Regions from separate parts of the Zea mays genome. Here region 2 is linked to region 1. A link is a contact called in public Hi-C data. All regions are on one chromosome and are shown on one strand. Each heading gives the region's core, a stretch centred on a gene start, on an enhancer-like site or on the middle of the called end of the contact. The rest is flanking DNA. Distances are from core to core; before and after follow the strand shown. Region 1 holds the start of LOC100279273. Region 2 holds the start of LOC100276999 (SnRNP core Sm protein Sm-X5-like protein).

Region 1 (7,498 bases), core at 2,423-4,922:
CATGGTTCCTAAAATAGGCTTACCTTCTCACATGAGTAGGACAACCGCTTTTCTGCTTCCAGTTCAGTTAATGATTTCTCTCCCCATTTTTTGATAGCCATTTCAACTGTATCCTTGACGGATGATAAGGTTTGTTTTGAAAGTTCACATGTGAACAAGCTCTCGTTCATCTGAAGGGAAAATAAGTGCAGTAAGTCATTAGATAAACTTATATCACAAGTTAAATCAAATACTGAAATACATCTACCCAATGCAAAAGTCCCACAATCTCAAGACCATCAGTTGTTGCTCATGTCACTACTAAACCTATAGCCAGTTATGTGCCTTCCATGTCTTTCTTGGTGGCATCTGCTTTTTGGATACAATAACGCCATCTATTCGAAATTATGTACTTGGCATGCTTGAAGCTCACTTCGTTCTGTGAATGGATCGATGCACGTATTGGTAGCATTTGCTTGTTCTGCCCTTCAGATCAGATTGGTTGTTACTTGCTAAACTAAGTAGGGCTACCTCATGCAATGGTCATTTCTTAGGATCTGTGTATATGCTGATCCTAATATACAGGACGTTATGGTTGATACCTGACGATTTCCCACCTGATGTTTTCCCTTTGAATTTATAGGATTCTTCCAGAAAATATGGGATACATTTTATCTCATCCTGAAACAAAAGATCGAGTGCAATCATGGTCTGATGCTTCTGATGTTCTTAGATATGCTTTTACTTTGACAGAAGACACAACTGATCATCAGTACGAGGTTCACACCTTCTCTAGATGCCATTTATCAGATGCTATTATTGAAGTTTTAATTCAGACTTATCTTCCTATTACCTTAGCGAATTTTATATTTTGTGAAAGTGTGATATTTATTTAGTATTAAGAAATCTTACTGTTGTAGTGATGTCAACAATTGTTTTTCTGTTGGGGGTCACAATTCATGACAGTCTGTGATTGCTGATCCCATGTCTTGAATACACATTATCAGGTTGTTTTGGTCCTAATTGAAATGGTTTTTCTGGTTTCCAACCTTTTTACTGAATTCTTCTCTACGATACAGATTTGTAGGTTGCGTTGCTCCCAGATTTTCTGTTCTAAATGCCTACCTAGCAACAACTATGGTTGTTTGCTTATGAAAATCTGTAGTCTAAACATGCTCCTCTTATATGCCTTTAGTCATTTGCGTTACTTTGCTGGAGTAGTAGCTGCATACACTTCGCTTGAATTACCTTGACACAAACACACGTACTCGCTGCTCCGCGGCTCGCTGCACTGCCCATGCAACTGCCCCGCTGACATAGACGCTGAGACCTTCTCTAGATGCCATCTATCAGATGTTATTATTGAAGTTTTAATTCAGACTTATCTTCCTATTACCTTAGCGAATTTTATATTTTGTGAAAGGTTTGTTGTTCGCAACTTGCAAGGTGTGATATTTATATTAAGAAATCTTACTGTTGTAGTGATGTCAACAATTGCCGAGACGACGACGACGCCGACGGCGCCCGCTCGCCATGGAGCGTGGGCAGCAGCAGAGGCTGCACCGCGCCGCGCACCGTCTCCTGCGACGCCGGGTTGCGGTACGTGCACCGCACCGTCAACGAGTGCGGGTGGCTGCCCAGCGGCGCCCGCACCTCCACCAGCAGTTCACGCTCCTCCTCCGCGTACATCTCGCCCAGCCGCACGCTCACCCCCGCACCACCGGAGACTCCCACGGCCTGCTGCCCGGGCCTGCACGACTACACCGCCGTGATCTCCCCCGTCGGGAACACCAGCTCCAGATGCACCTCTTGCATCACCATGCTCACCAGCCCGCCAAGGCACTTGGCGAACGCGTGCTCAACGGGAGGCTCCTCCTCGCACTCGGACACAAGAGGAGGCGGGTCGCCGGGGCCGATGGGGATCTCCACATGGGTGAAGCGCGTTGCTGGGGCCACCGCTGGCCGCCCAAACTGCTTCCTTGACGAGTTTTCCGGCGCTGCCGACTGCTGCTGCTGGGTGTCGGAGAGCAGCATGACGGTGGCCACCGGGTTGCGGTCCCGCCAGTCCTCGAGCACCTTGGTGGCCTTGCGTAGCGCGTCGCCCACGCACACACTCTGCTGCCCCAGCGTTGCCGTGGCCGTGGTCGCGGCCGCGCAGACGGCAAGGCGGTCGACGATCTGCCGCGCGGACTTCGTCAAAGAAAGATGCAAAGCACTTTATAGGTAAGATGGATTATCAAATAATATTATTTGACATTTAGGTTTTTTTTCAGAATTTTTAGATGGTAGATTGCTAAACTTGGCTATTCCTATTAACCATTGTTTCCTCTGTAACAGAGTTCTCGAAGAAGGTTCCTTCGATTAAGTCATATCGTATTATACTCGGTGATATGAGAGACAAGCTTTACAATACACATGAGCGGGCATGCCAATTGTTATCTAGTGGATATGCTGACATTCTTTAAGAATCTACTGTCACAAACATTGAGAAGGTCAACTATTGATCAAAGAACCTTTGAATTGCACCAGTTGAATAATGTTTTTTCTTAAGTTATATGCCTCACATTGAATTGTCTCATTCATTGATGCCATTCGATTATATGCCTGTTATATTCCTATTGTACAATTCATTCAAAGTGTCTTCTCATTTTTCTACACTTCTAAATCTACTTGCTAACGAATTATGCATAAGTTATTTTCCTCTCACCGCACTCACAAATCCAAACCAATTTTCTATTGGTCCATGACTGATTAAATTAATAGTAATTAATGGAAGGGACTTTGACCAGGCTTAGGTCATTTGCTTTGTTTGTCGGTGGAGATCAAGAAAGCAGAACCAAATAAATCCTCTAATCCACCAGACCACCACCACCAGTGTATGGTAGAAATGCTAGGTCAACATATGATAGTGGCTCTAAGGACCACCCTTTAGCTGACAACTATGGTGCATTGGTATAATAGCTGGATATGAACATATGAGCTACATCGCTCATCAATGAAAGATGCAAAGCACTATATAGGTAAGATGGATTAGCAAATAATATTGTTTGACATTTAGGTTTTTATATTTTATATAATACACTATTAGGTGAGTGCATGTGCGTTGTAGGCCTAGGTTTCTCTTTGATATCATTACGGACGGCTCGCGAATGTTGTCATCCATCTCATAATCGTATAACACATATGTATATATAAGTTATCGAGATATTATATGTTCCAGATGCAATGCACGAGCACTGACCTATCTTATATAATACACTAGGTGAGTATCCGTGTGTCACAGGTCCAAGTTTCTCTTCGATATCATCCCGGACAGCTCGCATATATGTCATCCTCTATCTCATAACTATATAACATATATGTGCATATATAAGTTATCGACATATTATATGTCTCCGTTGCAACGCACGGACACTGATCTAGTTAAAGATAAGGGTGTGTTGACAGAGCCGAATTTTCAGCCTCAAGTGATCATTAAAGATAAGAGAAATATTTAGGCGGTGTTGCTGAGAATACTCACTAAAGCATGTCTAAAAAAGTACTCTAACGCAAATAAATAAATGCTACTAAATCCGAATTGATATCCAAATCCGGGTAAAATTCATCCAAACCTCGACGAAAAAGCCAGGCAGAATCACGAGGTATCGTGAAATTCCCATCGCCCTCCTGCTCCTCGCCAAATCGACGAGACGCCGACGAGAGATCCGACTACCTCGCGCTCCGACACGCCAACGCGTAGATCTGGTAGAATAGGTGGCGGTGGGCTCGGACGTGCAGTGGTAGTCTCTTCTGCAGTGGCAGCGGCGGAGGAGACGGGGGAGCGAGCAGTCGCCGCGGCGTGGGTCTGTTGTGTGCTGGGACTCGGGTTCCGTGAAACCCTAGACGCCGCGGGATGGCGTCGTATAGGCCGTACGCGCCGCCGCCGCAGCATCCGCCGCCGCCGCCGCCACCACCGCAGGGCGGCTATCCGCCGCAGATGAATTCGTACGCGCCGCCGCCGCAGCAGGCGCCGTACAGCAGGATGCCGGCGCCGACATACCACGCGGGGCCTCCGCCACCACCGCCACCGGGGCCGCCGCCACCTCACCAACCGCAGTTCAATTTCGGTCCCGGGCCTCCGCAGCAGCTCCCGCCCCCGCCCCCACCGCAGATGTACTACCAGCCGCCGCCACCGCCCTACGGCGGGAACAGTAATCCGCCTCCTCCACCTTCGGCGCCACCCCCGCCTCCGTCCCCACCCCCTGCGGCATCGCCCCCGCCCCCTCCGCCTCCGGCACAGCCACCGTCTGCCCATGCCCTGCTGCCCCCAAAGGGGCCACAGCCTAAGGCAACGCTGCTGAGAGCGGAGACGGAAGAGGAGCGTCGTGCGCGGAAGAAGCGCGAGTTTGAGAAGCAGCGGGTGGACGACCGCAAGCAGCACCAGATGATGCGCCAGACACAAGCCACCATTCTGCAGAAGACACAGCAGGTTCGCACTGCTCAGCAGCAGCCGCAGAGCCGCCACCACCACCACCACCCTCCGGGTGGCTCTCGGGCAGGGGCAACTGGGTCTCGCCCAGCAACAGCGGTTAATGCTGAGAGGTTTGAGAACCGGCTAAAAAAACCAACAACGTTCCTCTGCAAGCACAAGTAAGTCCAGCCAAGTTTGGGTCCGTTAGGTTGTGTTCGTGCCAAAATTTAAATTCTCAGCTTGTAGTTGGGTAACATTTTCATTGATCATGCACGTCTTAGGGCCTTAGGGGTGTAAAACTTGGGCAACATATGCTATCCTTAGTGAGTGACAGACTGCTTACATATAATTTTTTATGTTGTCATTGAAATGTCGGGGCGTCCAATGGAAAGGATCATTGTTTTCTGAATTTGTTTTATAGTTTCTTTAAATTTTGTGCTTCTCGACATGCTTAGAAAGATTAGTACTTCCACTTAGTTCTGGGGAACTACTTGAGAATATAGTGCTTAAAAGGTGCATGAGTTCGTCTATCAACCAATTTCTTTGTTATGGACCTATAAAGGGACCCCTTTCTTGTAACAGAGCAGGCATATCAAAACTTAGGAATGGTTTGGAAGTTACCTCGCTATTATGAAATGGCAATTTTCTGTTGTCTGTATGTTTAAAATAGTGTCCGTATGTGTACCGTTTTTATGAAGCCTTAACCAACTGCTGATTTGTATCAAATATTTAAATCTTGGTGATCTATATCTGTTGTGTAATTATACACTTGAATGATCCAGTTTTGCCTTTTCTTTTTGGTGGCACAGATTTAGGAATGAACTCCCGGATCCAAGTGCTCAGCTGAAATGGCTGCCCCTGAATAAGGATAAGGACCGGTATGCATCACTACCTGTCTACTCCCCAGCCCCCCTTTTTTTATTTAAGATAAGATTGCATCTTTGGAGCAGTACAAGCCATACTTCAGTATTGCTCTTGCTCATCTACTAAGAATGGTCATTTTACTTGTAGATCATTTCAACTTACTTTACTTATGCTTTCTTGTCTTCTTTATTTGAAGATCTTTTCTATGATGGCAGGAATCCATTGTTTTGCTTTCTGCTGGCTTCCAATTTATGCCTTGCCTTTGCTGTTTTTTTGGTCATTTTGTTCATTGTGTTATGGGTAAAGAACACATTTTGATCCCTGTTGCATTGATGCCTAATCTAATTTTCTGTGGGGGTTATGGTTAGATTGATGTCAAGACTGAGGCCCGGTTTCACTGGGCTAACATGGGTAAGGCATCAGACTATCGGAGGTTATTTTGTTGCTACTGTTAGGACTGATCATCTCACCTAACCGAAAATACAAATCAGGCCTGTTTGGCTGCAAACTAGTGTAGCTGAACAGGCCCATAGTTTCATTATTCCTTCTACTTATGCATAGAGATGATATCATTAGCTTGTTTTGAGGAGATTAAATAGATTGATATTTTGTAGGTTACGTGAAGTCATAACTGGGCGTCCTGTTCAACTGCCATAATTCCATTTGTTTTGAATTAAAGCAATTTTGCACTACTCTGCTTTATTACTGTACAGTTTTTCCATAATCTTCTGCTCTCCTTTTCTGCTACCTACAGTATGCTGAGCTTAATTTGTCTTGTCTCTGTTATGTTGCTCTCAATTGTGTTTCACTCTGGCGTTTTAAAAGTTTCTATATTATGGAGGCAGCTATGCTTACTATGTTTTGCTGTCTTTTCAGATATACCAAATACAGGATAACTTCATTGGAGAAAAACTATATTCCTAAAATGATTGTCCCTGAGGATATTGGGATACCTCTTGACCTACTTGACATGAGTGTATACAAGTAAGGATCTGAACCATATGCTTTTCATGAGTTTGATTTTCTGTCTGAGACTCTGAGTATATTCTAGTGTCCTTAACTCATATACCAATCATATCCCAGCCCCCCGGATGTTCAGCCGCCCATGGCTCCTGAAGATGAAGAACTATTGCGTGATGATCAGGTCCTCACCCCTATTAAACAAGAAGGTACAAGGAAAAGGGAGAGGCCCACTGACAAAGGTGTTTCTTGGTTGGTCAAAACACAATACATATCTCCACTAAGTGCTGATGCAGCCAAAACGGTAAGTCGGTAACGCATACTGAGTTTTGTGTGAATTTAGTTACACAATAATTACTTAATGTTAATGATACAGACTGAATAAAAGTTGTCTGGCTTTCCAGTCCCTTACTGAGAAGCAAGCAAAGGAAAGGCGGGAATCAAGGGGGGGTCGCAATGCTTTCCTAGACAATCTTAATGATAGGTTTGGTTCTCCTTTTATTCACACTTATTGGTCTGTAAAGATTATTTTGTGTTGCGACTTGCAAACTTGGCGCAGTCACTGACACCATGTTCCTGTTCATGCCTATACCAGAGAGAAACAGATCAAAGCCATTGAAGAATCCTTTAGAGCAGCCAAGTCAAGGCCTGTTCACCAGACTAAACGTGGGATGCAAGCTGAGTGGGTTATGCCTTTGCTACCTGATTTTGATAGGTATTTACTTCCCAGATGTTGCTTTTATCTGTTACAGTATTTCTCCTGACTAAGTGCTCTTGATTTATGGTGGAAAAGTTCTCTTCTTTACCAGTATTTTGTGAAAATTCTCATATTTCTCCTTTACTTTTGAGGGCTATAACTATAACTGCACAAAAGCCTGCCTTTCGAAGCATATAGGAGGCTTCTAATTTATTCCTCTTATTGACCTTTTCTGTTCACCTAAACAGGTACGAGGAGCCGTTTGTTATGGTGAATTTTGATGGCGATCCAACTGCTGATTCTGAGCAGTACAACAAACTTGAGAGACCCGTACGTGATGAATGTGAATCTCGGGTGAGTTCTGTTTCCTCAAGTTTTTTCTGCCCTAGGCTTTATTTTTTAATGGCGAAGCATGCTCATTATCTTGTATATTCTAGATCAGCGTTACAAGGACTTGCATGTCCTTTTTTTTTGCCGCGTTGACTTGTATCACCAGACATGGTGAGACTTATATAATTATATTGGACACCTCAAAGCTGCATCAAATG
Region 2 (7,498 bases), core at 3,052-5,551, 650 kb after region 1:
TTCCTCAACCAAACACCCCAACAAGATTCATCATTTTGAAAGTTGATGCACGATTGTTTTGCATGCACCTGACACATTCCCATCAAAAAAGGCTACAGATTTGTTCAATCTAATTTTCACTGGACAGAATTTGAATCATATCGTGTTTAGTTTTGTGATCTTATTTTCACCGAACAAAATTAAGCCATATTGTGTTTAATAAGTTTAGCAGTGCCGGGGAGCACAGCAGTGCTGCTCACGTGCTAATAAGTTTAAGTGTCTATGATGTGATAATACGATATGGTAATAATATAGCAACCCCATGCAAGAACATTGCATATGATATGACAATAATATATCAGGTGATTCAGGTCATCATCCAACCTGGAATATCTATGTCAAGGCAAGCACCAAAGAACTAAACTGGGGCATCTGTCTACCACACACCGTACATGCATGCTTCGTACAATCGGGGATGAAGCAGCAGCCAGCAGGTGAGGGAGCGGGTGCGCATCAGGATCAGCCTCCGCGCGCCTCCCTCCTGGTGGCGTCGTGGAGGATGTCGATGTCCACGCCGTCCTGCGGGAGCAGCACGTACCGCACCACCGAGCCCCTGATGAAGCAGTTCCGCACTGAAAGCTGCCACAGCAAAATGATTTGAGTGTTAACAGCCAATAATTCACTATTACTACCTACCGCTAGGTTAATTAGTGCGTCTAGTTTTTTTTTCCTTGTCTTGAAAAAAAAGAAATGTAATGGATGGGGTGCTTTCAATACCCTACTCACAAAAGAATGCAGCACTAATGTAAAAAGGGCCTAACAAGCATTACAGTGCATGCACCAAGCAGACAAAAAAAAGGGGGGTGGGGGGGATATGCTTATATGCCAGACAACAGACAGCTATGCTACCTACAAAATATGAATAATTGAATATATATGCTGTGCTTTGAGAATACTTCAAGCATCAACCACGCTTTGGCAATACACTGCATAGTATGTACTTATGACAAAACAGTACTGTTCCAACACCCACCACCCACCTGAACGAATATAATCCAATCAGCTTCAGTAGCCCAAAACAAAAGGCTAACTAAAATAAATGCCAACTAAAACTAGATATCAGCACCCTACCTGCCAACAGCACTAATTAATAAGGTCCCAAAAAAACCACACACACCCATAAGCAGCGTGTCAAAGGGAGAATCTGGCACATGTATCAACTTCAGAGTGTTTGTTTAGCAACCACAAGCTGATTGAGCAGCTACCCACATCAGCATGGTTGGTTCTCATATATATGTCAAATGCAAGTCATTTTGGACATAGACACGTTTACAAAGTGAAACTTTTTGACAATAAAGTTCGTAGAAAATAGAATTTTACAAAAAAAATATACATTATGGAATTAATTTCCATGGTGAATCTAGTAGCATGAAGCTTATATTGGAAATCTATTTAGATTTTTAGATATTGGCGGTCAAAGTTAAAACAATGTTTGATTCAGGACAAATCTGTAACGGCCTACATTTGGGAACAGTGGAGTAACAAAATGTAGTTCCATTAGCAGCCTGTGGAGGAAATAACTGGCTGATAAAAAGCCATCAAGTGCGGCGCAAGCACTAAGAAGACCTGAACTATCATGATGTGAAAGAGTAGAAAAAGTGAGCATTCTGAATATAACTGACATATATATGCACCGGCCTGAAAATATCTAATGATTTGAAGTACAACATTAATCACGAACCAAGCACATAAGTGCCATGCCAGAGGGGCTCGTTTGACTTCATGGTTACTCAATTCGATGTGTTGAGTTTAATAGTTCATAGACAACTCCAGTCAAGTGGATATGAATGTTCGCTTCTTTCATTTGCTACATCTATGGTTCTATTGATTCTCTATTCGGTATGTGTGGAGTGTGGACACCACCATGCATCGAGTTCCAACAGAAATTTTACTGCTACAGATGCAAGAGCACAACTATAGTGCAAGGCAGCCAAATGAATGGTAGATCTATGCAGATTGATTAGATCGACCCATAAGTCGTGTGAGAAGGAAAATCCAGATGTGTCAACTTCCTAGTGTAAAATATCAATCTTTTTACCTTTTTCCTTCTTTACTTGAGACTATCAGATTACTTCCATTATCTAGAACAATAGGAAGGAAGCCTATCTTGCACTGGTGACTTGCCTATCTATATCTTGGCAGGGAATTAAAAGGTTTCAAATTTTCATGTGCAGGCATCAGTAAAATTTCCAAGAACATATCAGCAAATTTGAACGTCTATTAATGAAGGCTTCATTGATCAATGATCAATATGTTCATAATCAGGTTAACATCCTTTGTAAATCGACAATGAATTCAGAAGTTTAGACAACCAGAACTAGATGAGAAACTGACACAAGGGTGTGCCCCCACAACCTTCCATCTGTATATCTAAAGCATCTTTCTATGGAACTGAGTTCACCATAAGTAGGAATGGAGGCAGCGAACAAATGTATTATATTTAACTTATGCAACTTCTGGGCCATGATTTAGGAACAGAAATTTCATTCTCAAACTAACAGAGTTTCATCAATTTACAGTACAATACAATATTAACGAGAAAGCACACCAGGCACATGATAAAGAGGCTCATTAAGACACATTCAATCAACTTACGAGAATCTGGAAGTCTAGTGCACAATGCAAAAATGAATGCTTCAAGGATAAATCTGTGGGGTCGTTCTGTATTCATGGTCACTGAACACCATCGAATTACCCAAGCACCGTGTTCTGACAGCCAGCATTATGGTAAATATACTACAAGTCAACAGCACAGGTATGCAATTAGAGTAAGCTTGCGACAACAAACTTGTGCTGCTGTTCAGCACGTGTGAACATGGGTAGCATCAAATCACCCAAACACTAAGTTCTGACAGTCAATCTTAAGGTAAGTCCGCTAGAAATCAAGTGCACAATTATGCAATTAGTGTAAGGTCTGCCACAAGAATGCCTACACACATCCCTTATGGCCTTTATTTGTATAACATAGGAACCGTCCCACACAACCAAAGATGTCGTAAAAGGGGAGAAACGACTACTGCTATGGCCTTTCCCTGCAGTTCCCAGTTCCACCAAGTCGGCATCAAACAAGGGTGCATGTTAAACGACCAAGGAGCAACAATCTAATAGGCTACAAACTCTAACTGGTAGGATTAAGCTGAAGGGCATAATTCTGCAGCACAACAACACGACACAACAGCAGGCATACCATGTGGGGATACTTGTCCTGGTCGACTACGCGGGTGTTCTCGAGCTTGATGTTGAGGTACTGGTCAACCGAGTGGAGCGTCCCGCGGATCGCCAAGTCATTCTTGAGCTCCACTGTCACCTCCTTCCCCACCAGCTCCTTGAAGTAGGAGAAGAACAACTGCACGAGAAGAAAGGTGCATCAATACAACTCTGGCACAGGCCTAGCAAGAAACAAATCACCAGTACAAGAGGGGGGGGGATACCATAGTGTCTCTTCCTACTGCCTGCTCAGTTCAGTCGACCCCTGAAAATCAGCACAAACAAATTAGCACCCAAATTCAGGACAGGGGCACAAGTCTGCTCCCCCTCGTTCGCTCAACTAGACGACAGGTGCGCACGGATCCGCTATAGAACATGCGTACACGCGATATTTTTCTTCGCAAAAAAAATCGAAGTTGGTGGGTACAGTACATATTATGTACATGTAGATTGGTTCAGATCGGAACTCAAATAGCTCACTCTAGGGCTTGGCGTGCTCGGTTTCGCAGAGAGTGAAGGGATGGGAACTCAATGGAAGCGGACAGAAAGGAAGAGGCGTACCAGATGGACGCTCGTCGCCGGGGAAGGACCCAGCGAAGACCTAGCCAAGGGCGGCGCCGCTCGACCAGCCGTCGCCGCCAGGAAACAAGGCCACGAGAGGAGAGCACAGGGGGATGAGTCACGTGACCAACGGGCCGCCGAGAGAAGGATCGGGATGTGCGGGAGGAAGATTATGCGAGCAGGCCATAGCCCAACTGGTCAGCCCACCAACACTGCACAAGACCCATGCCACAGCTGGAGGATCGGGATGTGCGGGAGGAAGATTATGCGGGAGAAGATGGGAGCCTGCGAACGGCCCAAAAGTACTAGTTTTTTCCCGGTCCCTTTTTACAAATCAATTCGCTTTATATAATAGTCCCTTTACAAATCAATTTGCTTTCTTTAATAGTTCAAAAAACAAAAATATAAATCAATGTGTTCTTCAAGTCGTTAAAACATCAAAATATATTTATTAGCCTCCTCTAACCATTTCTAACATCTTACTCATAAAAAAATAAAAATGGTCCTTTGTGAAGGTTTATGCACCCCCAACAATCCCCTACACTACACCCTCTAAGGCTCACTCCAACAGGAGGCATGCAAATCGGGCCGCCATATATACTTTTGGCTGGTGTCTGTAGTTTACCTGTCCAGTCATACGCTAGATCTTTCCAACAGCACAGTCATCCATACGTTTAGCTGGAATGGAGTAGACACTGGGGCCCAGTGGTCAGTCAAGAATAAAGAATTTAGTTGTCGGTCACAGTACCAACCAATATGGTTTTTCTCTCCTGCCTTTCATTTTGCCTAACTCATTTAGCTGCTTCCTTGGAAGAAATATTGCACTCCTACAGTTGCTTCAGGACATCTATTTTAGCTTTACCTGGCCGGATGGCTGCTCTGTTGGAGTGAGCCTGAGTACGCCAGCCATTGGTAGCCAACAACAACCAGTCAAGGCTAGACCAGTAGCGATTGCCGCCCCCATCTTCGAGAGCGGTGTAGCCAGTATGGTCAGAGTTTTCTAGCGCATGTGCATAGAAGGCACTGTGGCAAAGACATAGTGGCGGCGACTTCTTTCTGCATGTATTGTTACTTACCCTAAGCCGTATCATATCACACATATCGATCAATTTTTTTAATGTAAGAAGATTCAAAAGTGGGATCAACAGTTGTTGGAGAGATGTCATTTTTTAATCCTGCCAAAAACGTCAAAATCAGAGGTGCGTTTTGAGAACTATCGGAGATGCTCTAATGTTAGCGTTAAAAGTTCCAAATATTACTTCGCTGCTTTTTTTTCTTCACGCGTGTTATGGATCTGTTGAAATTATAGAAGAACAACAAGCTCACATGATCTTGTACAAGCAATCAAAGATGATGTATGCATGAACATTAAAGGAAATTCTTAATGCTCAAGCTTCGACGTTTTTATAACTTCAGAAGCTCTGGAGGTAAGGATGCAACAAGGCAACGCGCAATATTTTCGAATGAACGACCTCTACAGCTGTTCATTATAGGGTATGAGTCATCTATTTATAGGGTCTGAGGAGTGGCGAAGAGAGGGGTCTCCTCATCTACACTGACAAAGTGATAATCCATCCTGATGGCCATCGTTTCGCCAAGCATTTATTCTCTACTACTATATACCAGCTGACTTTGGTGGACAAGGCAAGCTCACTAGTCGACAAAACACACAAACGACCACGGGATCATCCCTCAACAAGTCATCTATATTCAAGATTAAAACTCACTATGAATTCAATGTCCAACCGTTCTCAAACGAGCTCAGATTTCTCAGCAGAATACATATTGAACTTAGCGCAATTGAACCAAAAGAAAAAAAAAAGAAGGGCCTACAAAGAGAATGACGGGTGCTTTCCTTCGTTCCACGAGCAGGGGGGGTGGGGACTTTGAAAAAACAAACACCGAGCTCTTTCCTTTCCTAGCTGCAATTAGTGTCCAGGGAGAAGGGCTGGAAACTGGACCAAACTGGCTGGCACATGGTAGCCAATGGTCTCCTAGAATCTGAATTCCGGGTCAACGTCCATTGCCCATACAAATTTCGCGAGGAGAGATTTGTTGAAAATCTGTCAGCAGCACAGCAGGTTCAATAACTGCAGGCCTTTGCAACAGGGAAAATTTGGAGAAAAAACAAATGCGGTCTAGAACCAGAAATTGCGTACCTTCTCAATAGGGACTTCATGGCGTTTGCACCATGCCACGGTTATTCTAGGATCAAGATAGTTGATCTTTGACGTTCCAAGCGCAACTGTCTTCAGATCCTCTTTTATCCTCTTATCCATCTCCATCTTCTCTATCTTGCCTTCAAGTGTTGCAACCTTCTTTTGAATCCTGCAAGTAGGTTTTGTCAGGTTGCCTACCCTACTCTTTGTTCTAACACACAAAAACAAAATACAACAAAATGTATTGGTGGTTGAGATGTGTTACGCTTCAGGAGCCAAGTTCCTCTTTGGCTTCCCCTCTGAATCATAGCCTAGAGGCTTCCCTTTCTTTGCTTTGTTCAAGTCTGCTTTCAGCTCCTCCATCTGGGACTGGAGAAGAAAAGGCAAGTGTGTCAGACAGTTCAAGAAATCCCAAAGCTATGGCAGAAGTTTGAGCTGATAACTTGCAGCATAAACCAAACCTTCAACTCATCAATCTTTTCGTTCATTCTAGTCATCTGGGACTCATGTGATTTCGAGACACTACGCTGATGGTTACAGATGATGGCAACCTGAGTATATGAGAAAGGGCAGCCCAGAGTAAGGATGAATGATGATACAAGTAGTTGATTTTCCCCTATAGTAAAAGATAATACCTCTTTGTTTGCCCGCTGATAGACAGCGATTTTTTCTAAAACAGTTCCATCTTCTGTTTCTTCATGCAACTGTAATATCAGCACAAGTATATATACACTTAGACCATTCTAACAGGATAGTCACATGAACATGCGTAATAAGTCAATAGCATGCTTACATGCTATCAGAAAGTAAAAAATCAGAGGTGCAAAAAATGAAGATATGACAAACTGTGTAACATTGACCAATTACTTATTTGCATTAAGTTGAGCTGTAGAACAAGTAACATTTATAAACATTAAAATACCAGAAGAAAACAATACATCTACATCAACAGCTCTAAGTGTCCATGCAAACCTAAGAAGTTCGAAAGAATGGACAAATGAAACCCAGTAAGACAAGATTCTTTTCAACTCACGATTCCGTCCAATGTTATGGAAGCATTATATGTACGGAACACTTTTGCAGTGAGCCCAGGCATTAGATCCTTCAAGTGAGCATTTAGCCTAGATGTATCAATCTTGTCAAATAGATCTTGTCCTGGCTTCTTTCCTATAAGACCAGGCATGAATGATTAGGGAAGAGATAGAAGAGATTCAAAACAAAAGGAAAAAATGTGATTATGTGAGAGAGATACCAGCACGGAAACCCTCAATTGCCTTGTACACAAGCTCTTCAACCTCTACGGTGTTAAAGTATCTTATTGAATCTTTACCCAGAAAGTCAAACTACAAAGTTGATTAAAATTCATATACTCAGAATTCTAGTCATATTGAGTGAATATGACAAATAGATGTAGAAAATCAATACCTGAATCTGATTTGGAGGCATACATGTAACATTATCAACCTTCAGCGTACAGCAACCAACAGTATCAGCTTCATCGTCGTCCTTAAAATTGTTTAAGATAACAACCA

The links. A called contact is a pair of places that touch in the nucleus more often than the background predicts.
Region 2: a contact with region 1 is called in a Hi-C map of leaf, with 8 times the contacts expected there. The contact joins the promoter of LOC100276999 here to the promoter of LOC100279273 in region 1. A contact is called at or near these places in 2 of 25 Hi-C or Micro-C datasets (endosperm and leaf).

Annotation. Positions count from the first base shown.
Region 1 is chr4:34,741,456-34,748,953 of Zm-B73-REFERENCE-NAM-5.0, forward strand. It overlaps LOC100279273, which reads left to right and starts at 3,673. Exons shown (of 12, transcript NM_001360958.1): 1 at 3,673-4,608; 2 at 5,239-5,307; 3 at 6,170-6,277; 4 at 6,377-6,557; 5 at 6,658-6,737; 6 at 6,849-6,968; 7 at 7,199-7,304. The coding sequence starts at 3,872.
Region 2 is chr4:35,393,978-35,401,475 of Zm-B73-REFERENCE-NAM-5.0, forward strand. LOC100276999 (SnRNP core Sm protein Sm-X5-like protein) reads right to left here and starts at 4,302. Exons shown (of 4, transcript XM_008680044.4): 1 at 3,808-4,302; 2 at 3,471-3,511; 3 at 3,227-3,385; 4 at 268-618. The coding sequence starts at 3,473. The coding sequence ends at 499. It overlaps LOC100191474 (topoisomerase I), which reads right to left. Exons shown (of 16, transcript NM_001164334.2): 9 at 7,392-7,472; 10 at 7,219-7,309; 11 at 7,000-7,133; 12 at 6,602-6,670; 13 at 6,428-6,517; 14 at 6,232-6,335; 15 at 5,967-6,135; 16 at 5,514-5,870. The coding sequence ends at 5,802.